Linked DNA regions of Capra hircus: region 1 is linked to region 2. Evidence: chromatin contacts called from public Hi-C data. All regions are on one chromosome and are shown on one strand. The core of a region is the stretch at or near the end of the contact, and the rest is flanking DNA. Distances in the headings are between cores, read along the strand shown. Region 1 has its middle 18 kb from the start of PLXND1. Region 2 has its middle 23 kb from the start of TMCC1.

What was found. A called contact is a pair of places that touch in the nucleus more often than the background predicts.
Region 1: a contact with region 2 is called in a Hi-C map of blood, with 4 times the contacts expected there. The contact joins two enhancer-like sites. A contact is called at or near these places in 2 of 5 Hi-C or Micro-C datasets (both in blood).

What each region holds. Positions count from the first base shown.
Region 1 is chr22:56,096,130-56,101,252 of ARS1.2, reverse strand. No RefSeq gene overlaps it. Among named protein-coding and RNA genes, the nearest start is that of PLXND1, 18 kb to the left of the region's middle. Within about 2 kb of position 3,267, at least 2 of the 5 cell types and tissues checked have an H3K27ac peak or open chromatin away from gene starts, as enhancers often do.
Region 2 is chr22:55,904,053-55,909,229 of ARS1.2, reverse strand. No RefSeq gene overlaps it. Among named protein-coding and RNA genes, the nearest start is that of TMCC1, 23 kb to the left of the region's middle. Within about 2 kb of position 2,924, at least 1 of the 5 cell types and tissues checked has an H3K27ac peak or open chromatin away from gene starts, as enhancers often do.

The DNA of each region.
Region 1 (5,123 bases), core at 2,018-4,517, 190 kb before region 2:
AATGGGAACAAGAAGTGGGAGGCCACAGGAGGAGGGTTAAGTCTGGCCCCTCCTGGCACTGTGGTCCCTCGGGCGAGTCCCCTGGAGCCTCCCGCCATCCCAGGCCTCTCACGGCCCCGTGGGCAGTGTCCCTGTCTCGTGCCAGGCCCAGAGGGTGCATCTTGTCTCCCTAGGGGCCTCTGAGGTGGGCGTGATTAGGCCCATTTTATGGATGGGGTCAATGAAGCACAGGATGCGCCCAAGGCCGGCCACGCCGGACCCCATGTGGGGGCCCCGGCGCCCCGCTTCCCACTTCCCTCCGGGGCTGACCCCAGCGGCCCCTGGCCGGGCTTTTCCCAGAGCTGAGGCCGGAAGCACAGGTCCCGAGTGTTTGTTCAGGCTGGGCCGGGGCTCCGGGCAGGCGAGGAGGAAACGGCCGCAAGATGTTTGTCCAAGTGGGGGGGTCAGGATCCACAGCCAGGAGCTGGGAAGGAAGTGCCAGAGGAGGAGAAGTCAGCTGGAGTCAGCAGGCCCGGGCCTCGCCTGCCTCTCCTCTCCTCGGGGGCAGGGCTGCACACAGTAGGCACCTGCTGGATAAGGAAGCCAGAGCCCCACCCCCACCCCTCCTCTGCTGCACCCTCCCAGCCACGTCCTTTGGGAAAACCTCCTGGCTCCACACCCTGGAACAAAGAGTCTGGCTGCTGCCCCCCACCCACCATGCCACCCAGGTCCGGCCACCAGCTTCCAGCCTGGACTGGGCAGTAGCCACCTCACTGGTCTCAGCACCCCCATCCTCCTCCCCCCCACCCAGTCTATTCCCCGCCCGCCTTGGCGCCAGAGGGATCCTTATTAATATGCAAATCAGATCTTGTCTCTTCTCGCACAACACTCAGCCAGGCCCCCACCTCCCCGAGAGCAAAAGCCATCTGTCAGGGGCTGAATTGTGTCCCCAGATTCACATCCTCAAGTCCCACCCCCCAGCACCTCGGAATGTGACTGGATTTGGAGACAGGGCCTTTCAAGGGGGTGATTAAGTTGAGGTCATATGGGTGGGCCCCAGGCCAACGGGACCAGTGTCCTTATAAGAAGAGATTGGGGCACAGACAAGTCTCCGCACAGAGTGATAAGGGGGCCATCTGCAGGCCAAGGAGAGAGACGTCAGGGGAAGGCAAACCCGCTGACGCCTTGACCTTGGACTTGTGGCCTCCAGTGAGCCCGGTGGGGCTCTTTGCGACGCCATGGGCTGTAGCCCGCCAGGCTCCTCTGCCCGTGGGCTTTCCCAGGCAAGGATACTGGCGTGGGTAAGCCATTCCCTTCTCCACGGGATCCTCCTGACCCAGGGGTCCAGTTGCAGGCAGATGGTTTTCTGTGTGAGCCATCAGGGAAGCACTCCAGCCTCCAGAACTGCAGGAAAAGAAATTTCTGTTGCCATGCGGTGGTACTCTGTCTCTGCCCCCGAAGCCAACCAAGGTGCCCTCTCCCCTGGCGCCCTGGCCGGTCCTGACCCCTCCTGCTGCCCCTGCGCTCTCTCTTCAGTCCACCTGCCATTCTCTCAGCCCCCGGCCTTGGCCCTTGCTGTTCCCTCTGCCTCTTACGCCCTTCCCCCGGGGCTGCTGCCTTCTCATCACTCGAATGTCTGCTGCCACGGCCCCCTCCACAGGGGCGCTCCCGGCTCATCGGCTCATCGGGGCTGTCAACCACCTCTCCTGACGGACTGGCACCTCCACCAGGGCAGTGGCTGGTGCTTTGTGCCAGAGTGGCCCGCACACAGCACATGTGCAACGAAGACCTGCTGAACACTGGGAGGCAGGCTCCTCCTAGCCCCACCTCCCCATCTTCCAAAACTCAGAGCACAAGGGAGGCAGGGCGGGGCCTCCAGGTGCCGCCCAGGTTCAGGAGGTGGCTCCGCAGCATGGCCTGAGCAGGGCCTGCCTGCCTGCAGGATGCATGAGATTGCTGCCTGCCTCCCACATCCTGGGCTTCTGGACAGCACCTGTGTTCATTCCCCTCTTTCCTCATTTGTTTTTCAATGACTCTTCCGGAGGCTCTGCCGTGGGTCAAACGCGGTCCCCCTCTCAAATTCATCTGTTAAGTCCTAATCCACAATGTGATTGCATTAGGAGGGGGGATCTTTCGCAGCGTGAGTAGTCGTGAAGGTGGAGCCCTCATGAATAAGGATAGTTGTCGTTTTTCAGTCGCTCATTCTCTTAGGGGCCCCATGGACTGTAGTCCCCCCAGCCTCCTCTGTCCATGGGATTTCCCAGGCAAGAATACTGGGCTAGGTGGCCATTTCCTTCTCCAGGGTATAACCCTGTAAACATTCACGTTTGACATCTGTCCATTTCCCTCTAGCTAAATTATATCTCGATAATAAAAAAACAAAGCAAAACCTTTTTTTTTTTTAAAGCCACCACTCCCCTTGTCGGCCACTTGCGGGACGGGGCAGGGGGGTACTCATCTCCTAGGGCGCCGCAGTCGTGCGGGCCGCGGAAGTCTCCACGCGCGGGTGCCGCCTAGTCCCTCCCGGGCCGGGACGCGTGGCCCCGAGAGCCGCGCCGGCCTCCCCGGTGCCCGCTCCCGCCCGCCGGGGCTGGTGAAAGGCCGGAAGCGGCGCCGGGTGGGCGAGGGCCATTGTCCGCACGTCCGCTCCGGCCCCGCCCCACATTGTCCCGGGGGAGGGACCCTCCGCGGGCCCGGGGCTGGGGGTCCCCCGGGTCGCGCAGTGGCGCCTCCCCTTGCCCGTGTCCTCCCCTCCTCGTTTGCAGGAGGGAGGCCAGCGCCGGGGACCGAGCCCCGCGCGCCCCGCCGCGCCGTCCCCAGAGGTCACTCCGCCACCCGCTCCCCCTTCCCCTTGGGGCTTTGGGCCCCTCCGAAATCACAGACGCCGCTGGCGGGTGGGTGGGTGGGGTGGCAGGAGACAGTCCCTCGCCGAGGGTCACGTGGCTGCAAAGCTGGGGAATCAGGGAGACGGGGCAAACCTCGCTGTCCTTGCCAGCGCCCCCGCTTTGAACGAGGGAAACCAGAGAGGGTCTCGTCTGCAGGGGGCTCCCATTCCAGTGTGGGGCGGGGGCAGAGGGGGCGCAGAGCATCGTTTAGACGACAAGTAGGTGACTGCACGGTTGCACAAGCTGGGAGACCGGTGAGGGAAGGCTCAACGAGAGGGGTGGTCACCGGAGGCTCTGAGCAGGTGACGTCCTGGCAGAAAGCACGGGAGAAAGAGGCAGCCCGGGGGGACGGGGTGGGGCGCAGTCGGGGCAGAGGAGCCGTGTGGACCGAGACCCCGTACGAGGCCGGCTGGCGGAGGCGCCTGGTGGGAGGGAGTGAAGTCAGAGAGCCGACTCGTGGGAGCCCAGAGTTTAGGGGCTGCATCTGAGTCAAACTCGATGAAGAGACGGGCCGGCAGTTTGCTGAGAACAGAGAAGTCAGGAAGGCTTCGTTTCCAGCTATGCTCGACGACGACGTTCCCTCTCCCGGCCTCGCTTTCCCTGGTTGCAGAAAGCATCTGGGTTGGAAGACGCTCTGAAACTGACTCCTCTCCAACCAACATTACCGTGACCTCACCTTGGTTGCACAAGAAAGGCGCCTGCAATGGTTCACAGATGGCGGATGGACCTAGGATTGGAAAATCAAACCTGCCCAGCCAGGGATGGATGCCCTGGGCGGGAATCTCTGATCCGCCGGGAGCCGCTGCCGGAGGCCGGGAGTTTAAACGTCTTCGCCAGGGAGGGTGCGATCCCCTCAGTAGCCGCTAGGCGGCAACAGAGACCGGGCTTGAAGCGCCAGAGTCTTTTTCTGAATCGTTTTTGAAGTTACGGAAAAATTCTGAGACTCGTACAGAGGACTCTAGGACTTTCTTAACTAAGATTCATCAAGTGTTAGCATTCGGACCCCCCTCTATGTATATTCAAGTTCTCCCCCAAGCATGGGGAGAGTAAATTGCAGTCGTGCTGCCCCTTGAACCCTAAATCCTTCAGTGTGTGTTTCCCAAGAACAAGGACATCCTATTACACAACCGCAGTAGGGCTTTCAAGATCAGGCGATGTAATGGTGATGCAAGACTTATATACTCGGCAAAATATTATTCAAATATTGCCAGTTGTCCCAACGAGGCCTTTTATAGCATTCCCGTACCCCATCTGCATTCCAAATCCCGGATCACATTTAGTTGTTTGTTTTTATGTTAAATGAAATGCATTCACTAAGCCTTCTCAGGCTGAAGTATTTGAAAAAGATGCATGTGAAGAGTTGCAGCCTCACCCTCCTTAACCACACGTCCCCGGGGCAGGTCCCACTCAGGTCTTCTCTACTGCAAGGTAGCAGATTCTGGGCAGGGTGTGTGGGAGAGGCGGAGCGGGCCAGAGAATGCACTTACAGCCTGAGATGGAGTCTTTCTTTTTCATTCTTCCTGGCCTGAACCCATTTGTGCAGGTCCTTTGGCCAAGGGCTGCTCCCCAGCCATTCACCAAGGGTTTCAAATGACTCCTTGAGGAAACAGCTTCTTGCTTTGGGAAACAATGGCAAATGCCCCCAGCTGGCAAGGCCAGGGGAAGTCCTGTGCTGGGTCTGGAGAGGGAGAAAGGCTCTAAGGGCTGCCAGCACTGGGAGATAAATCCTTTGGCCGGTCCAGTGGCTTCCATTTCTTGCTTGCAGCAAAATGGCAGGAGAACCCAATCCTTTTGTCAACTAACAGAGAGTAATCATGTCTTTAACTTTTATTAAGAAAAATGGAATCATGCACACATAATAATGCCAGTCACCAGGTGGCAACAAAAAATAACTCTTTCTGATGGATTACTATTGACTTCCGGTGTAAAACGCAAACGGAGGGAACATGGTTAACGTTCCCCCAGGACTCCTTCCTTTTCTGTTCCTTATTTATGTGACAAGATTTCTGAGTGCTTACAGCCGTAAAAATAAGAATGAAGAAGAGACGGAGCTGTAGATACTTCTCCACTGGTACACAAGACGGGAAATCCAGTTAAACCATTACAAATGTCATGTGAAATAATACTTTGTGTCATCAGTATCTATCAAAACTTATAATATTTATAGTTTTGATCAGTCATGTACTAGTATTTGTAATCATACCTTTGCAGAATAACAGTTTGCACTTAGTAACTTAGGAGCACAGAAAATTTTTAAAA
Region 2 (5,177 bases), core at 1,675-4,174:
TCTTTCTTTCTTTCTTTTTTTGACCAAAGTTCCCTAGGGAAAAGGCTGTTCACACTGACAGAGCTGAGTCAGGTCAAATAAAGACAAGCTGTGGGAGCAGAGATGTCCAGGTAACTTCCAGCAGGTCAAATAATGACAAAGCCCCAGGGACAGGACATTTTAGGGAGCACCAAGCCCTCCTTCCCCCTTCAGATGCTGTTAAATGACTGTTTTTCCTGGCTATTATGATTTGTGAAACTGTTGGTTTTCAAGGCTACTGAAGAGCTGGGAAGAGAAGATGGACTTGGATAACAGCCACAAAAGTTCACGGCTCTTACTCAGTTTGTTTTTCTTAAAATAAATGTTCCTGGGAATGCTGTAAGACTTTGGTTAATTTCCAGAACACTGAAAAAGTTGATTTTGACTACTTTTGCCAACATCCTCATTGTCCTTACAGAGGGCTGGATTTTCAGAGGTCCTTACTCCATTCTTCTGGAAGCACTCTCCCCTCCCACAGAGATCTTGAGATTAAAAAATTTTTCACGTGCTGCCCAAACGAAAGAGCCTGTAGACTGAGATGGTCTGTGGTCCATCAGATGATCTGTGGCTTCTGGTCCCTAAAATAAGCCCTCTACAGGGTCTCCCTGGTGGCTCAGTGGTAAAGAATCTACCTGCTAATGCAGGAGACGGAGGTTCAATCCCTGATCTGGAAAGATCCCACATGATGCAGAGCAACCAAGCCCGTGTGCCACAACTACTGAGCCTTTATCCTGGAGCCTGGGAGCTGCAACTGCTGAAGCCCAAACACTCTGGAGCCCGTGCACCGAAACTAGAGGGTAACCCCTGCTCACCACAACTAGAGAAAAAGCCCACACAGCAACAAAGAACAGCACAGCCAAACAAATAAATGATTTTTTAAAAAGCCCTCAACAAATGTTTGCTTCCCTGATAGCTCAGTTGGTAAAGAATCCTCCTGCAGTGCAGGAGACCGCGGTTTGATTCCTGGGTCGGGAAGATCCCCTCGAGAAGGGATAGGCTACCCACTCCAGTATTCTTGGGCTTTCCATGTGGCTCAGCTGGTAGAGAATCCGCCTGCAACGCGGGAGACCTGGGATCGATCCCTGGGTTGGGAAGATTCCCTGGAGAAGGGAAAGGCTACCCACTCCAGTATTCTGGCCTGGAGAATTCCATGGACTGTATAGTCCATGGGGTCGCAAAGAGCCGGACACGACTGAGCGACTTTCCCTTTCAACAAATGTTTCTTTATTTGTACAAAGTTGTAACGCTCGGCTGGGGGAGCAGTAAACAGTGATTCTGTAGCCTCTGGTCCCCGGAATCCCTATGTGGCTTCCCACCTATCAGACCACATGCCTGGCCCTTGGCTGGATCTGTGACAGCTGTGGCTGTTCCCAGCGGGTCTGGCCCCAGCTGCTGCACCTCTCAGCCCAGGACTTTTCCCAGGGCCCCTGAGGTGGGCAGTGAGGAAACACTGTCCAGGGGAGATGTGGTGGGTACAGAGCCTGGCAGTGTCCAAACCTGTTCCTGGGCAGTTTCTCGTCATCTGGTCAGCACACTAACTCCCTGACACAGGCAGCACACAGAAGACCGCAGAGGAGAGGTCTTTAGATGCTACTGAATGGCTAGACAGCTGAGCACATCTCCTTATATGAGTGAGCATGTGACCTCGCAAATGTCTGTGTGTGTAGCTACATGCGTGTGTGAGTGTATGCCATGTTTGAGTGTGTAAGTATACATGTGTACATACGTGAGCTTGAGTATAAACATGTGTGAATGTTTGTGTGTGTGTATGTATATGGCTATGTGTATAAGCAGACATGTTGGCAAGTGTGTGTGAAAGTGTCTGTGAATGGGTGAGGTATGAATGTGTGGGATATATGTACGTCAGGGAATGCAGAGTGGGTGTGTGAAACTGTGTGTTGTGAATATGAATGTGTGTGAGGTGTAGAACATTTGAGTACGTGTGTAAGTGTATGAGTGCTTACACAATTACAATTACATTAATTACATGTGTGTGAATCAACGTGCACAGATACATCAACATGTGTGAATGTTTGTATGTGTGAATGTGTATAACTGAGTAGGTGCAAGTGGAAGTGTGTGTAAATGTTTGAGGGTATATGTTTGGGAGCAGATTTAAGTATGTTTGAGTATAAAATTGTGTGACTATACTAGTGTCTATATTAGTGACTACATGAGTTTAAAGGTGTGAGTGTATATGTTTATTGTTGTGTCCGTCTCTTTGTGACCCGATGGACTACAGCACACCAGACTTCCCTGTCCCTCACTCTCTCCCGGAGTTTGCTCAAACTCATGTCCATCGAGTCGGTGATGCTATCTAGCCATCTCATCCTCTGCTGCCCCCTTCAGTGGTAAAGCATCTGCCTACCAATGCAGGAGACACGGGCTTGATCCCTGGGTCGGGAAGATGCTCTGGAGAAGGAAATGGCAACCCACTCCAATATTCTTGTCTGGAGAATCCCACGGACGGAGGAGCCTGGCAGGCTACAGTCCATGGGGTGGCAGAGTCAGACACGACTGAGCACCTAGCACCTAGTATATATGTTTGAGGGTGTGTAATTATGAAGATAAATGAATGACCGTGTGGCTATGAAAGTTTGAGTGTGTAAGCTATGACCACATGTATAAATATATGTGTGAGCACAGGAGTCTGAGTAGGTGAATCGGATGGGACTGTGAATGTGTGGGTGTGAACATTTGGGTGAACAAGTCTGTGCATGTATGAGAGTGTGTGTGTGTGTCTGTGTGTGACAAGTATATGCAGATCTGCCAGGGGCAAATGAATGTCAGCTGCAGTGAGGGGGTAAAGCCAAGCTTCTCCCCTGGGACGTGCAGGGCAGCCGTCCCCAGGTGGGAAGTCTGCAGTCACACTGGGCAGATGTTTGCCTGCTAGACCCTAAGGCCCCTGGCCTCCTGCTCCCCCACCACTCGCAGTCCTGGGGGCCAGGAGGGGCTCCCAGGCACTGGTCTCTAGTTAGTGGCTGTGGCTTCGTCCGCCCCCTCTCAATCAAAGAAGCCTGGTGTTTACAGCTCACCTTTGCCTCCAGGCCTGCTACCTGGGTAACAGAGGCAAAACACGTACTGCTGGCATCGTTAAACTTTGCCCGTGAGCGTGATTGCACAGGCCATCTGGAGGTTGCTTTTAAAACCCTGCTCTTATCTGAGAAATTTGGAGCCTTCCCCTTGAAACTTCACCTCCTCACCTAGTTCTCTCCTTCCATTGTCTCCATCACATAAATCTGTTTATTTCCTTGATATCACAACCTGTAATTTTCTTAGTCTTTAAATTGCTCGTTGATATTTCTGTCTCCAAACTCCCCCAAGGCAGGTATGTATTCAGTCAGTCCTAGTCACAGCTGAATCTACAGCATTTAACACAGCTCACGGGCACTTAGTAGGTGCTCACTGAATAACCTCACTGACCGGCAAGGAATTAATTCACACATATATACCACAGAATAAACGCCTCTTGAAACCAGCTACCCACTGGAACTTCCTACCCGCAGAGCTCGGGTGCAGCATTTCCTGTCTTAGCTTGCAAATTGGCCGATGCTAAGATTCTAGAACTGTATGTGCACACGTTTCGATTATTTGAAAACTCGGTTGGTTGGTTCTGGGGCCACAGTCCACTCAGCCCAGTCTGGCTATTTCTGGCACTGCAGTGTCACCTACCGGCTACAGATAAATCTGCAGTCTCAGGAAAAGGCCCTATCCTCCAGGCCTCAAACCAGGAATGGAACGGGGGTTGGGGGGCTGATAAGAAATGGACTGTGAAGAAGTGACACTTCAGCCGGGGTTCCAGCTGGTTTCAGCTGATGGCTCTGCATCAGGGCCTCATCACCTAAGGCCTGTAGCTGACATTCGAGTCCACTCCTGGGGTTCGTCTTGTACTTTTGTGCATGATGTTTTTGACAATGCCACACAGAAAAAGAGCAAATACAAAATGTTCCATCGCTGAGTGAGTCGCATTTAAGGCATTCAGGGAACTGACGCCAGGAACATATTTTTTATGGACTGACAATCAGCAGCCATACTGTTACAAAATGACTCACTCTTTGGCATTCTTTGGTACCCATATATTTCAACCCGGCCTCCTCTTTTTTCTCAAAACATTTTGGTTTGAACTTTTTATTTACTTATTGTTTTAGCATCCTGGGTTCCAAAGGCGATTCTAATAACCAACGTTAGATTTGAAGATTGTTATATCTCTTTGGGGGTAAAAATCAATCCATTTCATTATTTTGACTATTCAGTTCAGTTCAGTTCAGTCGCTCAGTCATGTCCAACTCTTTGCGACCCCATGAATCGCAGCACGCCAGGCCTCCCTGTCCATCGCCAAGTCCTGGAGTTCACTCAGACTCACGTCCATCGAGTCCGTGATGCCATCCAGCCATCTCATCCTCTCTTGTCCTCTTCTCCTCCTGCCCCCAATCCCTCCCAGCATCAGAGTCTTTTCCAATGAGTCAACTCTTCACATGAGGTGGCCAAAGTACTGGAGTTTCAGCTTTAGCATCATTCCTTCCAAAGAAATCCCAGGGTTGATATCCTTCAGAATGGACTGGTTGGATCTCCTTGCAGTCCAAGGGACTCTCAAGAGTCTTCTCCAACACAATTGATTTCATTTCCCCCCGCTGACAATCAAGAACGGAAGGATTCACAGAGATGCTGTATATTTATCTGGTTGCGCTGGGGCTTAGTTGTGGCACGTGGGGTCTTCCATCTTTGTGGAGGCATGTGAACTCTTAGTCTGGCATGTGGGATCTAGTTTCCTGACCAGGAATTGAACCTGGGACCCCTATGCTGGGAGTGCAGAGTCTTAGTCACTGGGCTACCAGGGAAGTTCCCGTATCATAGAGATGTTTCTGAGAATTCTAGCCTGGGGAATAACGAGGACACAGAGTTGATGTAGCCAGCATCTTTATTCTTGTTCTGTTTCTTCTACCTAGGAATTTTAGGATCACTATGCAGCAACCTAGGAAAGTTATTCTAAGATAAAACAGAACTGCGTATCAATATTCTGATAACCTACAATAAAAGTTCTATGATGTCTTTTTTCTGCACCTTTTTTCCACCTTGATATGGCTAACATCAGGAATCTACCTAGTTTTCATTTGAATGACTTCAATATACGCTGGCTTTTCCAGTAATCATATATGGAT